2 separate regions of the Capsicum annuum genome follow, and region 1 is linked to region 2. Evidence: chromatin contacts called from public Hi-C data. All regions are on one chromosome and are shown on one strand. Each heading gives the region's core, a stretch centred on a gene start, on an enhancer-like site or on the middle of the called end of the contact. The rest is flanking DNA. Distances are from core to core; before and after follow the strand shown. Region 1 has its middle 11 kb from the start of LOC107867248. Region 2 overlaps LOC107867251.

Evidence for each region. A called contact is a pair of places that touch in the nucleus more often than the background predicts.
Region 1: a Hi-C map of leaf shows a contact between it and region 2, with 4 times the contacts expected there. The contact joins two enhancer-like sites. A contact is called at or near these places in 5 of 5 Hi-C or Micro-C datasets (bud, leaf, pericarp and 1 more).

The regions. Positions count from the first base shown.
Region 1 is chr4:220,363,764-220,368,370 of UCD10Xv1.1, forward strand. It overlaps the pseudogene LOC107867249. Among protein-coding and RNA genes, the nearest start is that of LOC107867248, 11 kb to the right of the region's middle. Within about 2 kb of position 2,033, at least 3 of the 5 cell types and tissues checked have an H3K27ac peak or open chromatin away from gene starts, as enhancers often do. A contact at or near this core is called in bud and leaf, where this site is marked.
Region 2 is chr4:220,313,418-220,317,958 of UCD10Xv1.1, forward strand. It overlaps LOC107867251, which reads left to right. Exons shown (of 6, transcript XM_047411120.1): 6 at 2,497-3,149. The coding sequence ends at 2,659. It also overlaps the pseudogene LOC124898363. Among protein-coding and RNA genes, the nearest start is that of LOC107869467, 13 kb to the right of the region's middle. Within about 2 kb of position 2,759, at least 3 of the 5 cell types and tissues checked have an H3K27ac peak or open chromatin away from gene starts, as enhancers often do. A contact at or near this core is called in bud and leaf, where this site is marked.

The DNA of each region.
Region 1 (4,607 bases), core at 783-3,282, 50 kb after region 2:
TTAGATCAAACCATTTTGTTCAGAAGTTATCAAATAAATCAAACACAAAGAGTAAATTGGAGGCGCCATGTGAATATTGAATGTTTAATATTCAATAACTTTCTCTCATTTATTGGTTTTCTAGATGTGATAGTACTTCCCTTCCTAATTTTTTACTTTCAAAACGAAATAAAGATAAAAGAAATCTATTTTTGGCATTTTTCTTTATTTCAGTTTCTTTTATTAATTGATATTTATTTGCTTTTCTATAGGTGCTCCTAAACTTCTCATTAATATTGTGGTTTTTGAAATGACAAATATTGGCCAGTAGACAGATGAAAACAGCACCTGGCAAGTGTTAATGATGAAATCGGATGTGATCGTGATCAACGTACATGGATGCAAGCATTTTATATATATATTCCTGAGTATTGAATGGTTCGACTATAATGTACTTAGGTTTTGTTGCACATATATTATGGATAAATCATATCCTATTCTATAGTGCACATTGAACTGCATTGATTAAGCTTTATCATGTATTTCACGGTAACAAGGGAGGGGCGAATTTTCATTAAATAATTGTGGAATGTGAATATGTGTTTTTTTCGTAAAATTACGTATTTTATGTAAATATATATGTCTTAAAAATTTGTATAATATTACATATTGGTATCCATACTACAAGAAGTTTAGATGGTGAACATGATTTAAAGGTTAAGTTATCTATGAACGTAGCAATTCTCTCTACATGGTGTTTTTAGTTAAACATTAATTACATATTTCAATACAGATAAATATTTGAGTTTGAAGACTCAACGATAATTAAACAATTTGATGGTTGATAATTAATTAATTAGTATATATATATAAAATTTGTTATATCAATTTTTTATAATGAATACTAGTTTTGTTCTAATAAGGTGAGAAGAACCTATTGAGTTGGCATGGTAATTTATAGAACTCATCACTTCTAACATCTTTAGTATATACCACAAACTTGTCCCACCAATGTGACACCATTGTATTTTCGAGCTTCATCGCTACTAAATGGAAGAGTCCGATCCAGAAATCTAGCAACGACAGCAGCTATCGTGGCGTGTGACATGAAGATGACAGGCATTTTGTCATTGAACTGCAGTTCAAGAAGAACAATGCATATCTAATAGGTTCTTGTCCATGAATCAATGGATTAGCACTAACATTTCTAAGATGGAGAAGATAATCATACAAGCAGCAGCAATATTTGCACGACTCTTCGGCTTCACACTCTTGTCATTGCCCAGACCCCAGAGACGAGCATTCTCCCTGTTAAGTTTTAGCTTAGCGGTTCAGTTCTATGTCAAACATATTTAGTTGATGGTACATCATATGAAAATCAAGCACGGACGAGTGTATTTGTAGCTATTTGTGCCTAAATTTAGATTGAAAGAGAATTATAGAGATCAGATACGGTTATGTTGTAGCAGTGCAACTAGTGACACCACCAAAAAGAGCATTTAGCAAAGTCCCTATCCCCTGACAAGAGTTAAAAGTTCAGGAGGAAGAGCACATTTGACCTCACCAGCCAGGCAAGGCAACACCTCGGCTAATGAAAGACGGTGTCACTGGTATAGCACTGCCACTTCCGTATCTTGCTGATGCAAGAAATACACCAGTTGACTGCACAACAAAAGGATTCAAACTGAATTCAAGACTAGATTTCGCTATGAAATGGAAGACCCGAGTATGAAAACGAAAAACAGTTCACAACATATTTCTTGTAGCCTACATTTTTAGCAACATCAGATACGGGGATTGTGTTTTTCTTCCTTTTTTTTTTTTTTTTTTTAAACCATTGTGAATACCATTAACAACCAAAACTATTACACTTAACAGAGCACCTAATTCCACAAATCAGAAGTTAGGCCTCCAACAAAACAGGAAAATCCAGTTACACAGAAGGCTAATTACATTTTAACTGAGGACTGTGTTGCATATCAATAGCCAACAAATAAGTAAGGGATCAGAGCACAGACCTCCACAGAAGCAACAAAAGAAGCGATCACCCTTTGTATGTGGGAACCCCACATTCGTGGATATGGTATGTCTATCCTGCATAAAGCATGGGGAATTGCAACATGAGAGACCTTTACTATAGGGATGATGAAAATTTCCAGGGTGATATAGGTCTTGATAACAGTAAAGGCAAGTTTCGACCAAACTTGTTCAATTTAGTGTTCACTAGTTCTACACACCAAACTTTCTTCAAACCAAATCAGGCTTCAAGCATATAAGGGCAGCCTGGAGCACAAAGCATCCTGCATTAGCAGGGTCCGGGAAGATGTGGACAGCCTACCCTAAGTGGCTGCTACCACGGCCCAAACCCATCCCTTATATGTTTCAAGAATATAATCAAGGAAATAGGATTTGCACCTAAGTGATGCGAAAATAAGTGAAAGAACATGTTTCGTCCAGTAAAATATCTCTTCGAATTTTATTCTATATATTGTACTTGTGAAAAGAAATTTCTTGGAAAAGTTTGGTGGTCAAGAGAATTGTCATACAACACTGAGTCCAAAGCTATCAGTGTGTCAAGATGCATCAATTGCATTCTTGTATGAGACACTCCAGGTCAAGATGTTGCATAAAACCATACAACAGGAACTGTTAAGAGACTGACATAAGATATATGTTGGTAGATACTGCAAGAACATTAGTACATTCAGGAAATCAATTTGAGAAAGAGAAAAGACTTCATTTTTAGTGCAAATATAAATAAAACTGCATGATCACGTTCATAGTCCCAGAGACCATGCCATATTTGATGCACTTCTAGTTTCTCAGGACATATCTCCCAGCACCCTAAATAATAAAAGTCTAATTGGTAAGAATACATCCATAAAGGATGTCATAAAAGAGGGATGATATCAAAATGATTTTCTCAACATGGCATGTGAAAAAGCTATACATCAACATAGATTTGTTTTCTTAATCCTCCTCGTCACATGATTAAAGGGAAAAAATACCACACACAAATGATATAGTCTATTCTGGATCTCTTGAATAACAAAACAATGTTTATCAAGTATAAACCTTACTCCATGGGATACCAATTCAGAAACATTTGATCATGAAGAGCTTTTACACTAAATAGTAAGCACCTATTCTAGAAAATGTGTAGTTATAGATGGATACATATCCAAAACTCCAATACACTTGCCTGTGAGTTGACAACCATGTCTAATACAGTGAAGCAGCTTCACTAAGTTCACAAATGACAACAAGCTTTGAATCAGTTAAGTAAATCTTAACTTAGTATTCAGTTATACAACAATAACATACGCACTGTAATTCCACCAGTGGTTACTGAGGAGGATAGGATGTATGCAGACATTACCTCTATCTATATGGGGTAGAGGGGTTGTTTCTGGTAGACCCTTGGTTCAAAATAGATGTTTTTGAAGCAGGATTGCAAGAATAACATGACAGCAAAAATAGCAAGATTATAAAGAAATGAGGCAATAAGTAGGACAGATGAAGCATTAAGTTAATATTGAGTGGAATAGAATAAAAGTAAAGTAAAGAACGAATGGTAAACTAAGGATGAGAATTTACCTACCTCAAAAGCTTCAGACATGCAGCAAATCAGTTACTGGTTTGGCAACCAACAATATAGTCCCTTTGCCGTTGAAAACTCTCAAGTACCGCAACATGTTCCATTCGCTCGGGAATTTTCTTCAGCTTCGGGCACTTTAATATATTCAAACCTTTTATCAGAGGCATAGCAGTTGTGGCTAGATGCCAGCTTGCTAGATTTTCCAGATTATCAAGTTGAAGGGTCTCCAGTTGACCAAAACTGTTGCCCTTGGAAGTAATTTTCTTTCCCTTGTAAGCCCATGATAACTTGAGATGCTTTACATTTGGAAACTTTCCCAGAATTGGCATTGGATCTTCCACAAGTCCTGCAGACTGTAGGACTAACACAGTGATGGATTTCGGCAGCTTGTTTAAATCTGCTAGTTCTTCTATTCCCCCTGATAACCATAGCCTGTGAAGGTTTTCACAAGAAGAAAGAGGTTCCAGTGGAGGAAAAGTTTCACCATGTTGACAAACTAGAAACAAGGTAGTGAGGTTTTTCAGGCTGCCAATGGATTTTAGGGAGTAAGATTTCCTAATTTTTTCCATGCCCAATTCTTGAAGGTTGACTAAACCAGAATCAGTATCTTTCCACTGATCACAGCGAATATATTTAAGAGTTCTTAGATTTGTGAGTTTGTCAACTTGCAAGGGAACTTCATACCGAGCTACCTAATGTCTTAAATTTGTGAGCTGGGCTACTTGAGGAGGTAGCTGGCATGAGCAATAATAATCAATCAGTGCTTTTAGCGTTTGTAGTTTTTTTAGTTTGCCAATGGAAGTTGGGAGTTTGAAAACATTGGTGTTAGACAATCCTAAGAACTTGAGGTGTACCAAATTGCCTATAGCATTAGGTAGTTCATTCCCATCAAACTGGATGTTCTCCAAGTCCAGCACATATAGATGTGGGAATGTCGTACAGAATGTCATGAATTTTCCACTATTGTCCAAGTTCATAAATTCTTTATCAAAGAACAATATTGACCTTACCTTCAATTTTGAAAGATCAA
Region 2 (4,541 bases), core at 1,509-4,008:
CAATTATCGTCAGGAATAAGTAGGATTTTCTCTTATCTGTCTGGTGATATATTGATATTCCTTTCTTTGTTGTTGTGGGCTGCGTAGATCCAAAAGTTCCACTGGAGCTCTTCTCTGTATATCACAAGTGGCAAGAGGAGAAGGCCCAGAAGATCTGTAAAAGACAGGTTTGCTCTGTCATTATCATGTGCTTCTGGCCACTTAATGCTTCAGTAGTCATTTTCCATTGTGGCAGTGATTCCATCCATAAGAAACGTTGATCTACGAGCTGAAATGTACCTTTGTATCAGTTTGAGTTAGACTCTATGTATTTACACAACAGATTCTATTGTTAATGCATCTACCAGTCTCAAAACCCAATCACTTGTGAGTCATTTCTTATTAACGCACATACACGGGTGGGGGGTGGCTATTATGAGTATCCTTTTGAGTCAAAGCCGTGGTCTGAACTTTGTATGGAATTCTTGCAAGTAATATTTCTGATGAATGCTGTTAGCCGAGAACGACCTTACTTGAACAGGATCTGTTCTATAGGCTCGTATATCCTTGAATTCTAAGGAGACGGGAATCTAAGTCTGGTGGATGACTCGTGGCCATTAGACCAGAGCGTGATTAACAGTCCCCATGGCCTTTGGGGTCATGGTGCCCTGTCTGACCGATTTCAAATCTCTTGTCCTTTTACTATTCCTTATCTAGATTGTTTATTTTGAGCCGGGGGTCTATCGGAAACAGCCTCTCTATCTCACATCTGAGGTAGTGGTGTGGACTGCGTACACTTACCCTCCCCAGACCCCACTTGGTGGAAATATACTGGGTATGTTGTTGTTGTTAGCCGAGACCGTCAATGAGGTGGATTATCACCCCAAGCCCTCCAATAAGGTGGTTGTTGTTAGCCGAGACCGTCAATGAGGTGGATTATCACCCCAAGCCCTCCCATAAGGAAGTAAAATATAGGCAACATGTTCACCAAAAAAGCTGCATGCATGCCCAAAGTCGTCAAGTACTTAGTTGATCCTTATTATGTTTACAATGCAGAAGTGGTTGATTAGATCGATTTGAGTTCTCAAACCTTGATTCCAATACGTCTAAAAGAGCAGCTGCCTCAAAAAAATTTCCATCTGATTACTAGATATTCCCCAACTTTTCAGGCATATATTTCCCGAGTTGGTTGCTAAGATTAAATGCCCTCTAGGTAGGTGATAGACAATATCCTTTTGAATCAACAACTGCACATCAATCATCATCACACTGAGGTTTCAAAAGGTGGGGAAAAATAATACAATGTTCATTCTTGTGTTCGATTGTAGCTATAATCATTATTTGTTCCATTGTACTTGGGTCGAGAATTGTCTTGTCATCTCCCGTAGTATGGCTTGTGTAATCAGCTGGTTGTATTCGTATACCATTTATAAAGTGCTTCATATGACGAGGATTTAATGTTTTAGTCAGTTTGGTGGTGGTTGTTTCAGTGCTAGGATTTTGAAGCTCTCTTCACTACATGAACTCCTATGTTCAAGGTGTTAGCCAACCTACGTTTGCATGTTGAAGCTCTTCATCATGTTTACAAGCTTTTGCTGTTTTTATGGTTCTTCTTCATGTGAAAAGAATAGGACAGATATTTTCTAAGTAGATTTCTTGGATAATTGTTGCAGGAAGAAATAGAAAACAAAATTGAAGTTGCAGATGCACTGGCTGTTAAGCTTCTTCAACGTTTCGATTACTCCATTTCGGGAATATCCTTTTGAATGTGGTATCGGTGGAGGAAAAAATGCGGGAAGTGAGGTTTGAGATGGTTTGGTCATGTGATGAGGAGGGGCACGGATGCCTCAGTTCGTAGGTGTGAGAGACTAGCGTTAGATGGTTTCAAGCGGGGTAGGGGTAGACCGAAGAAATACTGGAGAGAAGTGATTAGACGTGACATGGAGCAGTTACGTCTCACTGAGGACATGACCCCTGGATAGGAAGGTTTGGAGGAAAAACACTAGGATAGACGGATAAGGTGGGTGGATGAATCGTAGTCCGTAGTTAGGAGGGTTTTGGCGTCTTTTGTTTGGTATTGTACATTACTTTTGTGGATGTTGTATCTATGTTAGTTTTATCATATTTCATGCTTTGAATATTTTTGTATATTGTCCTGTGTCTTGAGCCGGGGGTCTATCGGAAACAGCCTCTCTACTTCTTTAGAGGTAGTGGTATGGACTGCGTACATTCTACCCTCCCCAGATCCCACTAGGTGGAAATATACTGGGTTTGTTGTTGTTGTTGTTGTTGGCAATGAAAACAACCTCACAGCATCTATCAGAAGGTATTATTAATGCCAATTTCTGGAACCAGAAAAGAAAAGAAAAGAAATGCTCCAGGGAATCACTAGGATTCTTATACTGTGGAGCTTTAGAATAAAGTTAAAACGTTTGTCCATATGATATCTGATTCCGTTATTGAAAATCTAGCAAAGCAAATACTGTTGTTTAACTCAAATGTTTGAATTGCACGCAGTACATGGTTTAATTTGCAGGTTGAACTTGGGGTGTTAAAAGGGAGGTTGACGGAAGTAATCAGTAACTGTGATGCACATTGTGCAAGAGAATTGATGCAGAGGGAACAGAATCACTTCGATCATCTATCAAATCATTTACAGCAGCATCCTCTGATTCAGTAAGCAATAGTAGCGGCAGTATACAAACTCTCCAGGCTGAAACAGATGAGAAGCAATAGCGCAGAGGCTGGGTTGAAGCTTATAAAAGTACCTGTGTCCCCAGTGTTACATAACTTAGTTTGAGCATCATGACCTATAGTTGTGTCCAACTGACCGATAGTTCAAGAGCATACAGGAAGCATAGTCAGAAAATTAATTGCATCGGAAGCACGTGGCTGGCTACTCATTCATTGGCACTTGAAATTTTAGATTTATCAATTTGTTTCTTTATTTAATTTTATTTTTACGAGATTGTGTGGATTTGAGAATGGACATTGTGTTTCTTTTCCTGATGGAAAAGGGGTTAAAGACAGAGACATGTATTTATGCTGTTTGGTTTCTCGATCCAGAACTGGTGACCCATGTTGTATAGCTCCTCCATGATTGAAACATCACTCACTAATTATCAAAGGTGACTGAAGTACTAGTCTGCTACATAAGTTGTTTTCAAAAATGGTATACATGTCTGGTTGGTTTGGCTCAATTTTGACTCTTTTTTTTTTAAGTTAAAATCAAATTAAATCTGTTGGGTTTAGAATTTTTTTTTTTTTTTTTTTTTTAAAATCTAGTATCAAACCGAAGCATTAGTCTGACTTTTTTCCTCGGTTCTTGTGCACCCTTACTTTTTAATTATACCGTTGCTAGTGTTCCTCCCTCACCAATTCGTATTGACTCTGTAAAGTTTGTTCTTTTTAAAAAAATACTAATAAATTTGATACTTGGAACTCTATAAAGTCAATTGCAAGTGTATGCCACCAAACTTATCAGAGACGAAAATCGAAACGAATGTGTGTGTATTTGATTTTTTAACCGTGTGGGTGTTCTATCTGAAATTGGTGATCCTATAAGTATGTAATAGGTATTTTTCGTATTCATGTAGAGATCTCCAGATCATTTGCTCGGATTGTGTATAAAATTTTTTGTTCGAATGAAGAAATTACAATTTAAGTTCAATTCATTCATTTAATTTCTTTTCATACGTTAAATTTATTGCTTTGATGATAAAAGATGTGTGTGTTTTCATGCCATCTTTTCAATATAACACAGAGAATCCATTAACAGTTCTTTTGATTTTTATCGCTAAAATCAAATCAGCTTATCCAAGGTCTTTCATTTCAAATTTAAGGGCGAATAGTCAGTTTTTTCTGTCAAGGGATCAATTTGTCTTTATATAAATCAAAATACCTTGAATTGAAGTTTAAAGTTAGCAATGAAGTATTTATTTATTAGTCTTATTTATTTGAACAGTGTAGATAGACAGGTTTATGTTCAAAGTAATATTAGCCAAAGGGAAAAAAAATCAAAATATACATCGATTGTATATTGCAAGTCATAACAATATTTCTTAGATTGCACTTGGTAACAACTTTTAAATTAAAAAAAATTAATAAGACTTTTAAAACAAATAAAATTCTTCAAAAATATGTTTTTATTTTTGTTAAAAAAATATATCCTTTAAAATAGATGTCAGTTACTAAAAGGATGTCAATCACTCTATGTTTCTGCCAAAAATATTCATTTCTCCAAAAATTGCTTCTTCTTCTCCAAAAATGTTTTTTTCCTTCATTCACCCTTAATTTTTTTAATCTTTATCGTTAGAATTTTTTTTATTCAAATACAGATTTACACATTTCTTCTTCTTCTTTCAAAAATTAGAAATCAAATTTCGAGTGAAACCCAATCTTATCCAACTTTTTATCACAATCGTTGGAATTTTTTTATTATAATACAAATTTATATATTTTGATTGTAACATCAAAAAAGTATTATCCAGAACTTCGATTTTTCAATATCATTTTCATCCACTAAAAACATTAATAAGTAAGCATCATTCTTGTATATCATT